Regions from separate parts of the Mus musculus genome. Here all the other regions are linked to region 1. Evidence: chromatin contacts called from public HiChIP or PLAC-seq data. All regions are on one chromosome and are shown on one strand. Each heading gives the region's core, a stretch centred on a gene start, on an enhancer-like site or on the middle of the called end of the contact. The rest is flanking DNA. Distances are from core to core; before and after follow the strand shown.

What was found. HiChIP or PLAC-seq counts read pairs in DNA pulled down with a chosen protein or histone mark.
Region 2: a contact with region 1 is called in an HNF4G HiChIP or PLAC-seq map of pancreatic cancer cells. The contact joins the promoter of Pdxdc1 here to the enhancer-like site in region 1. A contact is called at or near these places in 2 of 39 promoter capture datasets (HPC-7-derived erythroid cells and hippocampal neurons), 2 of 115 datasets of contacts at active chromatin or transcription factors (the 230-238 cell line and pancreatic cancer cells) and 1 of 9 other capture datasets (adipose tissue).
Region 3: a FOXA1 HiChIP or PLAC-seq map of pancreatic cancer cells shows a contact between it and region 1. The contact joins two enhancer-like sites. A contact is called at or near these places in 1 of 115 datasets of contacts at active chromatin or transcription factors (pancreatic cancer cells) and 1 of 9 other capture datasets (pancreatic islet).

The regions. Positions count from the first base shown.
Region 1 is chr16:14,450,187-14,453,926 of GRCm38.p6, reverse strand. The region is part of intron 19 of Abcc1 (ATP-binding cassette, sub-family C (CFTR/MRP), member 1); the gene reads right to left. Among named protein-coding and RNA genes, the nearest start is that of Abcc1, 90 kb to the right of the region's middle. Within about 2 kb of position 2,451, at least 38 of the 459 cell types and tissues checked have an H3K27ac peak or open chromatin away from gene starts, as enhancers often do. A contact at or near this core is called in adipose tissue and pancreatic cancer cells, where this site is marked.
Region 2 is chr16:13,901,012-13,904,485 of GRCm38.p6, reverse strand. It overlaps Pdxdc1 (pyridoxal-dependent decarboxylase domain containing 1), which reads left to right and starts at 1,341. Exons shown (of 23, transcript NM_053181.3): 1 at 1,341-1,571. The coding sequence starts at 1,551. It also overlaps a transcript of Mpv17l not described here.
Region 3 is chr16:13,586,194-13,590,038 of GRCm38.p6, reverse strand. The region is part of intron 21 of Parn (poly(A)-specific ribonuclease (deadenylation nuclease)); the gene reads left to right. Among named protein-coding and RNA genes, the nearest start is that of 2310015D24Rik, 67 kb to the right of the region's middle. Within about 2 kb of position 1,713, at least 38 of the 459 cell types and tissues checked have an H3K27ac peak or open chromatin away from gene starts, as enhancers often do. A contact at or near this core is called in pancreatic cancer cells, where this site is marked.

The DNA.
Region 1 (3,740 bases), core at 1,202-3,701:
CTGAGTTCCATCCCCACACTGTTGGGGGGATGGGCCTGGAAAGTGCTGCAGTCGGGGAAAGATGACAGATTACAGGCTCAGGAAGGAGTGACAGTAGGAGGTGGATGAATCCTTCACCCACAAACCCTTCCACTGGGCCAGCTGCATGCAGATCAACACAAAGGTCAGATAAAACCACTCAGCTCAGATGTGTCCTGGACACCTCCTCAGGACCTTTTCTCTGGGTGCTGCTCTCTGTCCCTCAGTCTCCCTCACAGATGCAGGTAGCACCATGACATTCTTTGTAATTTAGTCTGTCTCTCCTGCCAGAGTCTAGAATACACACTGGGTTTTATCTGCCATTCTACTCCCAGCTCCTGGTATACCAGGACAACACTGGAAAGGGGCACTATTCAATACAGCTGATGAGAGATGTATATGACTGACAAGTGACAACCAGTGAGGAAGTGGAACTGACTCTCCAATGCCTCTAGGAGCCACAGCAGCCGCATCTTGCCCTCAGAGTCTATGTACAATGTTTGCTGCAAAACCTGAGGGAAATGGGCAAACAAGCTTGGCTCTTCTGGTCAGATGTTTTTATAGCTCTATTTGCACAGGGATCTCTGACAGACACACAAGTGGCAATGGGGAGTCTAACTCAGATCTCATTGGAGCAAATACGCTTGCTTGTCCACTGAACTACCACCCCAGTCCTTTACCAGTATTTTTTAAATGAACACATTAACACATGAAAAGTCACAAAACATCCCTGGAGTCTCTCCTAGCACTGTTAAGGTCACTGACTCTACAAGCCAGGCACTGGCCCCTCCTACACCACAGGTACTGCTTGGCTGTGCTCACCTGCCATCCTCGAGCAGGCACCAAAGAGTCACCAATAGTTCCTGTACTCAAGAAGGCTTCAGAAGTCCTCCTGAGTTCAGTGGACTAGCCTCCTTTGAGGGGACAGCTCAATTGCCCCTTAGTGGATTCCTCATTTTCCCCCCAAATCAGACCTGTACAATTTCAGCACCCCCAGCGTCATTCCCAACCTCTCCAGGTGTGAGGAAGACAGGCAGCTGCTGAGGGAACTGTGCCCTACACAGGGAGCTTTCTGCATCTGCTGCTTAGAGGGCAAGAAACAGGAGCCTAGGCTGTCTGCAAACCTGCAATCCTCCTGCCTGGGCTGGGTAAGACAGAGACAAGTCCACATCACACCTAGCAGGAGGCTGGGTAGCTGAACTGGGGAAATGAACCCACCATTGGACTAGGAATGAGGTATTTTCACTGCCAAACAAAGTGACATTCATAGAAAATAAGAAACTGGGGTCAAGGAGAGGGTTTAGTGAATAAAAGTGCTTGCTGCCAAGCCTGAAGACCTGAGTTTGAATCCCTAAAATTTGTCCTCTAAGTGTTACACATACATACATGTGTGCGCACGCACACACTAAACACAGAACTATTTTTTTTAATATTAAAAAAGGCAACTAAAAAACACACAGTCCTCCATGATGTGTACAAAGGACCCTCACGGTTGGGTTTGGGGACAAGACGAGAGACAGACAGACTTCCTTCACAAACAGGATTTCAGGAATACCCTTACACATCAAGTTAGAAATGGTGAAGTGAGAGCTGGTGAGATGGCTCAGCGGGTAAGAGCACTGACTGCTCTCCCAAAAGTCCTGAGTTCAAATCCAGCAACCACATGGTGGATCACAACCATCCATAATGAAATCTGACACCCTTTTCTGGAGTATCTGAAGACAGCTACAGTGCAGTTACATATAATAAACAAATAAATAAATAAATCTAGGAAGGAAGGGAGGGAGGGAGGGAGAAGAAGGGGGAAGAAGGGGGAAGGGAAGAAAAGGAAGAAAGAAAAGGAAGGAAGGAAGGAAGGAAGGAGGGAGGGAGGGAGGGAGGGAGGGAGGGAGGGAGGGAGGGAAGGAGGGAGAGAGGGAGAGAGGGAGAGAGAGCGAGAGAAAGAGAGAAAGAGAGAGGGGGGGGAGGGTGAAGTGAAGTACAGTAACAGAAGACTGCCCACAATCCATCACTTGAGCTAAGAGATAAGGACAATTCTGCCTGAGAACAAATAGACCAGACTTAGGGCAGACCTTTGCAACCACAAGGACATGAACATGTGGAAGAAAACTCATTCCAACCAGATAGGAAGGCTAGCAAGAATGCAGGCCATCACACAGGCAAAAAATAAGACGTAGCCCCTCCTCCTCAGACACAGCCTCACTATGTCTCCAGCACACACTACTTAAACTCAGAGCCCTCCGTCAGCCTCCCAGCTGCTGGGATTGCAGAACTGTAGCTTTTCTTTCGGAACACTAGAGAGCAGAACAATAATTAGCAACAGTCAACAAGCAGAAGCAATCCCTGCCCCCACCTCCCTAGATGAGCAAGCTCTAAGTATACACTGCAGTACAATGACAAATTGCGCAGCCTTGGAAGGAGGTATGGCTGCAATGCAGACAAGCCTTGAGAATGTAAGGTTTGACTCAGCCAGAAAACATGAACTTTTCATAGTGCAGGCATGAAAAGATCAGAGAAGACTGGATATGAGTCCAGGAGTGCCTGCCAAGGGATGCGGACTCTTGGTTTTCCTTTGAAGTGACCAGAATGTTCTAAAGTTAATCACTGTGGCTACAAGACAGGATGTTAACAAACACCAGTTGACACAAATCCAATGGGGACATAAGGTTGGTACTGAATTACAGTTCAATAAAGCTTTTTTTCTTAAACTCCCAGTAATCTACCTGCCTTCGCCTCAAGTGCTGTGATTAGAGGTTGTAATCCTGGCATCTTAATATGACATCTATTAAAAACCACTATGATATGCAAGGCATAGTGGAATATGTCTTTAATCCTACCACTTTGAAGGTGGTTTGTTTCATTTTGTTTTGTTTTAATTTAAGGTCCACCTGATCTACAGGGGAAGTTCCAAGCCATCCAAGACTACAAAGTGAGACCCTTCCTCAACCTCCAGCAGTCCTGTCCCCTACTGGGGAGGAAAAAACTTCAAGGAGCCACTGGTAATACCCTAATGCTGCCATGGAAATGAGTCCCAATCCCCTAACAAGAGACCAAACGTGAGACCTGCCCTGCGGCCAGCCACTTTGTGTCCTTAGACAGATGTTTCTTCTCTGACATTCAAGGATTCAAGAGTTTCCCCACTTGGCCACTTGGTGGCTTGGTGGTTAAGAGTACTTGCTGATCTTGCCGAGGCCCAGGATTTGATTCTCAGCACCTACACGTCAGCTCACAACTGTCTATGACCAGAGGATCTGACTCCCTCTGGTCTCCGCAGGCAACTGCACAGTCTATTCATATTCACACACACATACATACACTTAAAACAAAAAATAAGTAGGAAGAGTTCCCTACTAAATTTAGAATGAAATTCAAACCGACTCCTTCAAGGCCCTACTGGGTGAGCCCCTCACTGTCTCACTTCCTATCTCCTACCCTGATTCAGTAGCTACCACTGTAGCCTCCTGTTCATTTCTTAAAACAAGCTGGTCCTGAAGCCTTTGCGTGTGCCTACAGCGTCTCTGGGTTGCCTCCTCCCCATGCCTAGCATCTCCTTAGGCTCCCAATGCCTATGCTGAATCCGTGGTCTGATGAATCCTTCTGCTTCTACATTTTAAGGTCAACCCGGGGGGGAGGGGGTGTCATGTTATTTTGTCACCAAACCTAAACTGTGTGTTTCCCCTTATAAATGCCATATAAAGACCTCACCCCCAGAGACTATTACA
Region 2 (3,474 bases), core at 92-2,591, 550 kb after region 1:
GAGACACTTCTTGTACCTCTGCCTAAAAAAAATAAGTCTTTAATAATATTGAAGTGTTCAGAGTTGTAATGTACCAGCACAAATATTGATGGATAGTTATCTGAATACACATGTGATAAAAAAAAAGAAGAAAATAGCAACTAATCTAGCTAATGGGCACATGACTGTTCACCGAAATTCTTTTGTCCTTTCTACAGGTTTGGAAATTTTCATAACACATTGTTTTGTTCAAGCAGGAGCACATCAGTTTTCAGTCTTTGAAAGGCACCATTTCAAGCCAGGCGTGGTGGCATACTCCTTTAATCCCAACACTCAGGAGGCAGAGGCAGGCGGATTTCTGAGTTCGAGGCCAGCCTGGTCTACAGAGTGAGTTCCAGGACAGCCAGGGCTGTACAGAGAAACCGTGTCTCGAAAAACCAAAAAAGAAAGGAAAAAAAAAAAAAAGGCACTATTTCATCACTTTTTTTTTTTTTTTCCAGTTAACTGGAGAGTCACTCAAAAGCAGCACACACGATTTCTTTGCTAGGAAATGTTAACAACACAAGCAGGCCATTTATCCAAATACAAAGTAGAGACCGCCTGCAGATAATTACTACACTGACAACCCGACCCAACCTGGGGGTTTGGGGGAGCATGCTGCATAAGAAATAGAGAGGGTAGGGATAGCTTTGTGGTTTTTAGCATCATCAGACTTCTGTGCAGGAAGTTTCACTGACCACAATGGTGGTAAGATCCCATTTCACCTACCCATCAGTAGTGGAGCAATGTAGGAAACAAATCCCACGGGCTCTTACTCACTAAAAACGCACTACCCCCACCTAGCGGGTGTGAAGCGGGAATAATGAGGTGTACTGCCGGGCTGCAAGGGACTAAACCTAAAACGGATAATAATGACCTCCATATCAAATTTCTGCTCTGATATAAAATGGAAAGGCAACAGACCTACTATTATCATTATTATTACCCATCCTCCGACAAGCCATCATTGTGACATGAGGGAGGACGCCAGAACAGCGGCCTCGAATTCCTTTCTGTCTGGACTTCTGAGGAAAGAGCTGACAAAATACATCATCCCGCGCATGCGCAAGGGTGAGCGCTGGTCTTAGGCTGCTAAGGTAAATAACTACTCCATTCCTGACCGGTGTTGACGGCGGAGGACTTGAAAGCCTGGCTTGGGCCGTGCAGCTGAGTCGATAGTATTTTACCTGGTGGATATCTCATTGCGACGGTCGTCACAGGCTTCAAGTTGGACCGCCCTATAGACGGGGTTCTTGCCACCAAGCAGCGTTAGGACCGGCCGGCGTGACGCCCAAGTACGGAAGCCTAGAAGGCCCCGCCCCGGGAGGCCCCGCCCACCCGACGGGCCTAGCCCCGCCTTCAGCAAGCCGCAGGATACCTGCGGGCCGCGCTGCGGGGCAGCTCCTCCTCCTCTCCGCCCCGCCGGCTGCGGGCGGGGAGGACGTCAGCGCTGCCAGCGTGGAAACCGCTGCGGGCCGCGGGAGGCGGAAGTAGTGCCCAGCACCGCGGGCCCAGCACCGGACGCCTCAGCCATGGACGCGTCCCTGGAGAAGGTACGGAAGGAGCGGGCGGCGCTGTGGTCCCGGGTCTTCGCCACCGGGGCGACTGGTTTCCCCGTAGGACTAAGGAGTCTCGTTGGAGGAGGGCGGCCGGGCCGGGCCGGGCCGGGCCACGTCACGGGGCCCGGTGGCTGAGGGGAGGTGGGCCCGGCGCTGTCGGAGCCGGCTTTGGCTTTACCGAGGCTCGGCGTAGGACCCGGCCTGAACCCGCGCTGGTCCTGTAGGGTGACAGGAGCAATCGGTGTGGGCCCCAGAAGCGTACGGGAAGAAGTCCTAGTTGTCGCGGAGGCCCCTGCAAAAGCCACAGATGTTCAGTGCTTTCCAAGTTAGGAGACAAATTGTAACTTTTGGCGGGCGTAGGAATCACCTGGGGACCTTGGTGAAAACATGGCTTTGCAGCCTCGGGTCTCAAGCTCGGGTGGGCGGGAACTCAGTTTGTAGAGTTTAAGAAGTTTCCCCACGTGATTCCGATGCTGTAGCAAGCAAACCCCAGACTAGAACCCCTGGTATCCAGAAAGGGTTGGGTATTCTGTAACTGGTGAGTTTATTTGGGGGCTGGGAAGAGGAGGTGGTCCCAGCTGGTCTCACTACGTTTGGGTTCCTCTTTCTGAGTGAGAATCATGAGAGGACTTCAGGTCAATTCCAAGTCCATGGGAACCTGTGTCTAGCCCTGCTCACCCCTTGGGGCAACAGCAGCTTGATGGATCTGGCTACCTACTCGGGCATGTTAAATAGACTCTAATTGTTCCCATCTAAGGGCTGGCTATTGAGAACAAACAGGTCCTTGGGTTTCTTCATGGACTGTGCTTTCAGTGCCTAACGTTCTGTCCTCCCAGTCTTTTCTCTCTGTCCCTTCTCGAAATTCTGCTTATCCGGTATGATGTAAAAACCTAGCTTTCCCTACAAGTGAAATCAATCCTTCCTTCCATCCTCCCCACCAACCCTCGCCCCCTTCTTCAATCTCTCCTTGTTCAGTCCCCGGTTTTGTGAAAGTAACCCTGGCTCTTCTGTAACTCTCTGTAGACTAGGCTGGTCTCGAACTTAAAGTGATCCTCCTGCCTCTGCCTCCCAAACTGCTGATATTACAGGACTTGTTGAAAGCAGTAATTGTAGAAATTAAGCCAGATGTCTTCATGTGCACACAGTGGCATATCTTGCTCCTCGGCTATTTCAAGTATAAATTGGGTGGAAAGCAATCAGAGAAAAAGATGTTTTTTTTCCTTGATTCTTCTGACGAGCATAGTGTCGACTTTTTGGTACCATGAGCTTCACTTGGAATGGCGATTCTCAACTTTGGGTTAGGTTTGTTCCCCAGGGACATTTAGCAGCTTTTGGAGGTGTTTTAAACTAGAGTCCTGGGAGTACAAGGGAGGTACTGCTGGGGCCTAGTAAGAAGAACCCAAGCATACTTTCGAGTATTCTCTGTTGCACAGGCTAATTCTGCACATCGGGAAACGATCAGCGATTCAGAAGCTCAGAGAACTAGTTGAGATTGTGTGTGTAACTCCAGTAGCTGAATACAAAATGATGCTGAAAATATTCTGTTTCCCATTTCTTTACAAGGCTTTAAGTCATTTCATTAGAAACCTGAAAGAACAAAGATGATCTTTCCTTTGAGAGTATCTGAAAACTAAAAGTGGGTAGGAACTCTAGTGTAAATGGTATGTTTCTGTATATTAAGTGATGGTAAAATATTTTAAGCCCTCCAAAGAAAATCTAAGGAGGTACTGAAACTCCAGCATGCATTAGGATGGAACTTTAATTGCATTGAACTTTGAGGAATTCATAATATGTGGGCTGAAAGTTGCTGCCTTAGGCCAGTGTGAAAATTATAAATGTTTTGTTTTAAAAGCTAGGGCTCAGCCAGGTGGTGGTACACAATTTAGTCCCAGCATTT
Region 3 (3,845 bases), core at 464-2,963, 860 kb after region 1:
ACATTTCTGCAGAGTGCATCAGAGGCAAGGAACTTGTGCTGTGTTGGAAAAGGAATGGAGAGACAATAGTGCTGTGCTGAGAATTATTTTTCTCACAAATTCTTTTACCTGATACTATATAGGTAATTTAGAAATTATTATAGCGTATTATGTGGCTTTAAAAAGGCCTACTTGTAGTATAGTGTTAATTTTAATTACCTGTTAACATCTAACTTAACTCAATTGCTTACATCATGAGCAGGCCATATTTGGACATACTTACTAGGGCCAGAGAGAGAAGTCAGCAGTTAAGAGTACTGGCAGCTCTTACAGATGACCTGCATACAATTCCTCTAACTTCCACTCCAGGGAATTTCTGACCTCTGAAGGTGCCTGCACTCAAGTGCTTATACCTGCGCACATACACATAATTGAAAATAAATAAAGCTAGGCTTGCTTTTCTTCTTCCTTTCCTTCTAACCCAGGCCTCTCTTCTGTAGGCTAAGCTGGCTTTGAACTTAGAGCAGTCTTACTTGGCCTCAGCCTTCCCAGTGCTGGGATGAAAATGTATTCACACATTTTGTAATTATATTTTCAGACAAATGAAGCCCCCTTTTCATATTAATTTATCACTGTGTGACACTGGACGTGGTGGATCTTCATGCTCAGTGTCCTTTAGTGACAAGAGAAAGAGTTAAAATGTTACAAGGTTCTTAAGATATAGCTTCATTGAAACCTGCAAGTCACAGAGACCGAGCACTGGAGTAGAAGGTGGCTCAGGAGACACAGCAGAGTCAGGGAAGGTTTCTTGGACTAAGCAAGCCTGAGCTCACCCTCCAGTATGAAGATACGTGAGACAGGAAGGGCAGGCAGACAGTGCAAACAGGAGTTTGGTATGTGAGCAGTCAGATTGGAATCTTGTCTGTTCTATAAGTCTTGCCATTGTGGAATTTCTTTCTTTTTGACTACAGAAGGTTTAAAAATAAAATAACACTTTAAAGCATTTGTTGATGGTGCGCTTTGCTCAACATTGGGCACCAGGTTGGTTCTTTAGAGGAGGGCACAGGCCTTGCACAGCTAGGGTGCTCCATAGCACAGAGTCCAGAGCAGACCAAGTACAGGGTGTTCTAAGCTGGGTCTGTTTATTTTAAAATGTCTGGAAAGCTTTTTGTTTTTTTCATTTACACTGGTTCATAGCTTTGGACTGAGGCCAAATTGAATTTATCTTGGAAGCTGCCATGTCTATAAATGCTATACAGCATAATAAATGGGCCATGGCTTCCAAGAATTGTTGATAGTGAGCTTCAATTCCTAATTTAGCATTTGTAAAAGATATTTCTGACAAAGAAGACTGAGGGGAAAAGGGAGGGAGGCAGGCAGACAGACAGACAGACATTCTACTGGATGAATTCACACACCCCCAAGTTCTTCCCACAGGGTTTCTCTGTGTAATCCTGTCTGTCCTGGACCTAGCTCCATAGAACAGGCTGCCCTTAAACTCATATAGATTAGCCTGCCTCTCCCTCCCTAGTGCTGGGATTAAAGGCGTATGCCACCATCACCTGGCCCATATTCATCTTTTGACACATATTTACATGCTGTTTACACAAGTGGCAGTGGGGCAAAGTATGGTAGAGCCCTATGGTTCTGTGTTCTGCCTCACTGCAGGGGTGTGGGAACTCCTTTGGACAAACAAACCGCAGAATGCTAGACTGTATTTACCTTCTGTTGCCATCAAGTGGTGGGTTTGTGGGAAGCGCCAAAGCACTGCTCAGGGGGTGGAGAATGTAGCCTAGGATGGTGGCCTCAGCTCAAATGAGAAACAGCACAGGCTGAGGCTGAAGCTGGAGTTCCCTAACTCCGGGGCATCCAGAGAAGTCAAGGATGGGGAAGGTTAGGGGGTAGGGAGAGGCACCTCAGTTTAGCTCACCTGAAATTGCCCAGGAGTAGAGGGGCCTTCTGTGGGAGGTTTGGCAGTGGCTCTGTACGTCGTCAAAGGCTTCCTCCGTCCCCACCCCCATCCCCCTCCCGCATGGTTCTTGATGAGAGTGCATGCTTGTCAATACTGTTTATTGATTGTTCATCATGGAAAATGGGTTCATATATCTTCCTGGGGGGAACCAGAGATTAAAGACCTTTTGCATGAAGGAAGGTCAGGGAAAGGAAGCTGACTGGACAACCCCTCAGGGACCATCTAGACACCTCACTAGCATGGAGAACTCCGTTATGTGCTCCTGACCACTAGTCATGTTTTATGTAAGGAGTGTGGTCACGTGTTCCAGGCCAGGAATCTGGTTGGCAGTAGGGAAACCCCTGCTGTCTTCAGGTGGGTGCTGGGGTTTCTGAACCTAGTGTACTTTTTACCAAGTTTCCTGGCATTGGCCACTGCCCCACAGTGCCTGGATGTAGGATGGTTACAGATGGTGTTTTCCTTCAGAGTGGGGCATGCTGAACTAATACATGTCATGTAATGCTCAGCTACCACCCCCAGGAGACCTGGCACCTTGAAGTATGAACTATGGGGTGGTGCTTGGAACACTTGTAGTCTTGAGGGAGAAGCCTTTGTGGGGCTTATGAGGGGCAGTGCTGGTTAGCAGAGGGAGGACAGAATGGTGGTGACTACCTGGTGTTTCCAAGCTGTGGATCACCTGACCAGAGCTGTGAGGTTCCTGAGTGAGTTATGGCCAGCTTTAATTTTTTCTGGTGCTGGAGGTGGGACCTAGAACCTCCACACACTGGGCAAGTGCTTTGCCAGGGAGCTCTTCCCCCATTTGCAGTGTTCTTAAAAGAGAAGACCCTAAGAATGCCAGTATGCCCCATACAGTGAGGTGATGTTTCACTTTTGTTCTGATGAGGCCCTCGTCTTCTGAGACAGTGTCACCATGCACAGCTTTTCTTTTTTCTATCTCTGGGCGTGGAACCAAGGTCCTCATACATTCTAGGCAGATCTGTGGTTTGCTGCTGCGGCTGCTGCTACTGCTGCTGCTTCTTCTTCTTCTGCTGCTGCTGCTGCTGCTGCTGCTGCTGCTGCTGGCATTGTCCTAAGTATTCCCTCTCAGTGTTTGCTGCTCCCTTGGGGACTAATGCAGGACACGATTGGTGGATAGATTTAGGAGGACTCCCTTGGGGACTAATGCAGGACACGATTGGTGGGTAGATTTAGGAGGACTCCCTTGGGGACTAATGCAGGACACGATTGGTGGGTAGATTTAGGAGGACTCCCTTGGGGACTAATGCAGGACACGATTGGTGGGTAGATTTAGGAGGACTCCCTTGGGGACTAATGCAGGACACGATTGGTGGGTAGATTTAGGAGGACTCCCTTGGGGACTAATGCAGGACATGACTGATGGATAGATTTAGGAGGACTCCCTTGGGGACTAATGCAGGACACGATTGGTGGATAGATTTAGGAGGACTCCCTTGGGGACTAATGCAGGACATGACTGATGGATAGATTTAGGAGGAGCCTGATAATCAAGGGTCTTTGGGCAAGTGGGTGATCACTGCCTGGAAGAGGGCTGGCCTAGAAAGCAGCTACCTGGATCTCTGCTAGGGGACAGGAGGAGTCTCCTCACTTACTGTGTGTGGTGTGGGAGTCTCTCAGTTGGACTCCTGTAAGGAGTGGCATCAGTTGTAGTAGGAAGCCCCCTTTGGACCTCAGGCCCAGGAACCATCCTGGCTACTGAACTGTAGAGCCTAGTGTTGGAGAGCCCCCTGATGCTCTCACTGAGAAAATCTCAAGTGCTGACAAGGCTCAGGAGAGACCAATTGACTTGATGGGTGCTCTCATGAAACATGGGCTGTGAATGTGAGCAGCAGAGAACAGTTTACATTCTAGGGTGTGGGCATGGCTCCATCGGCCT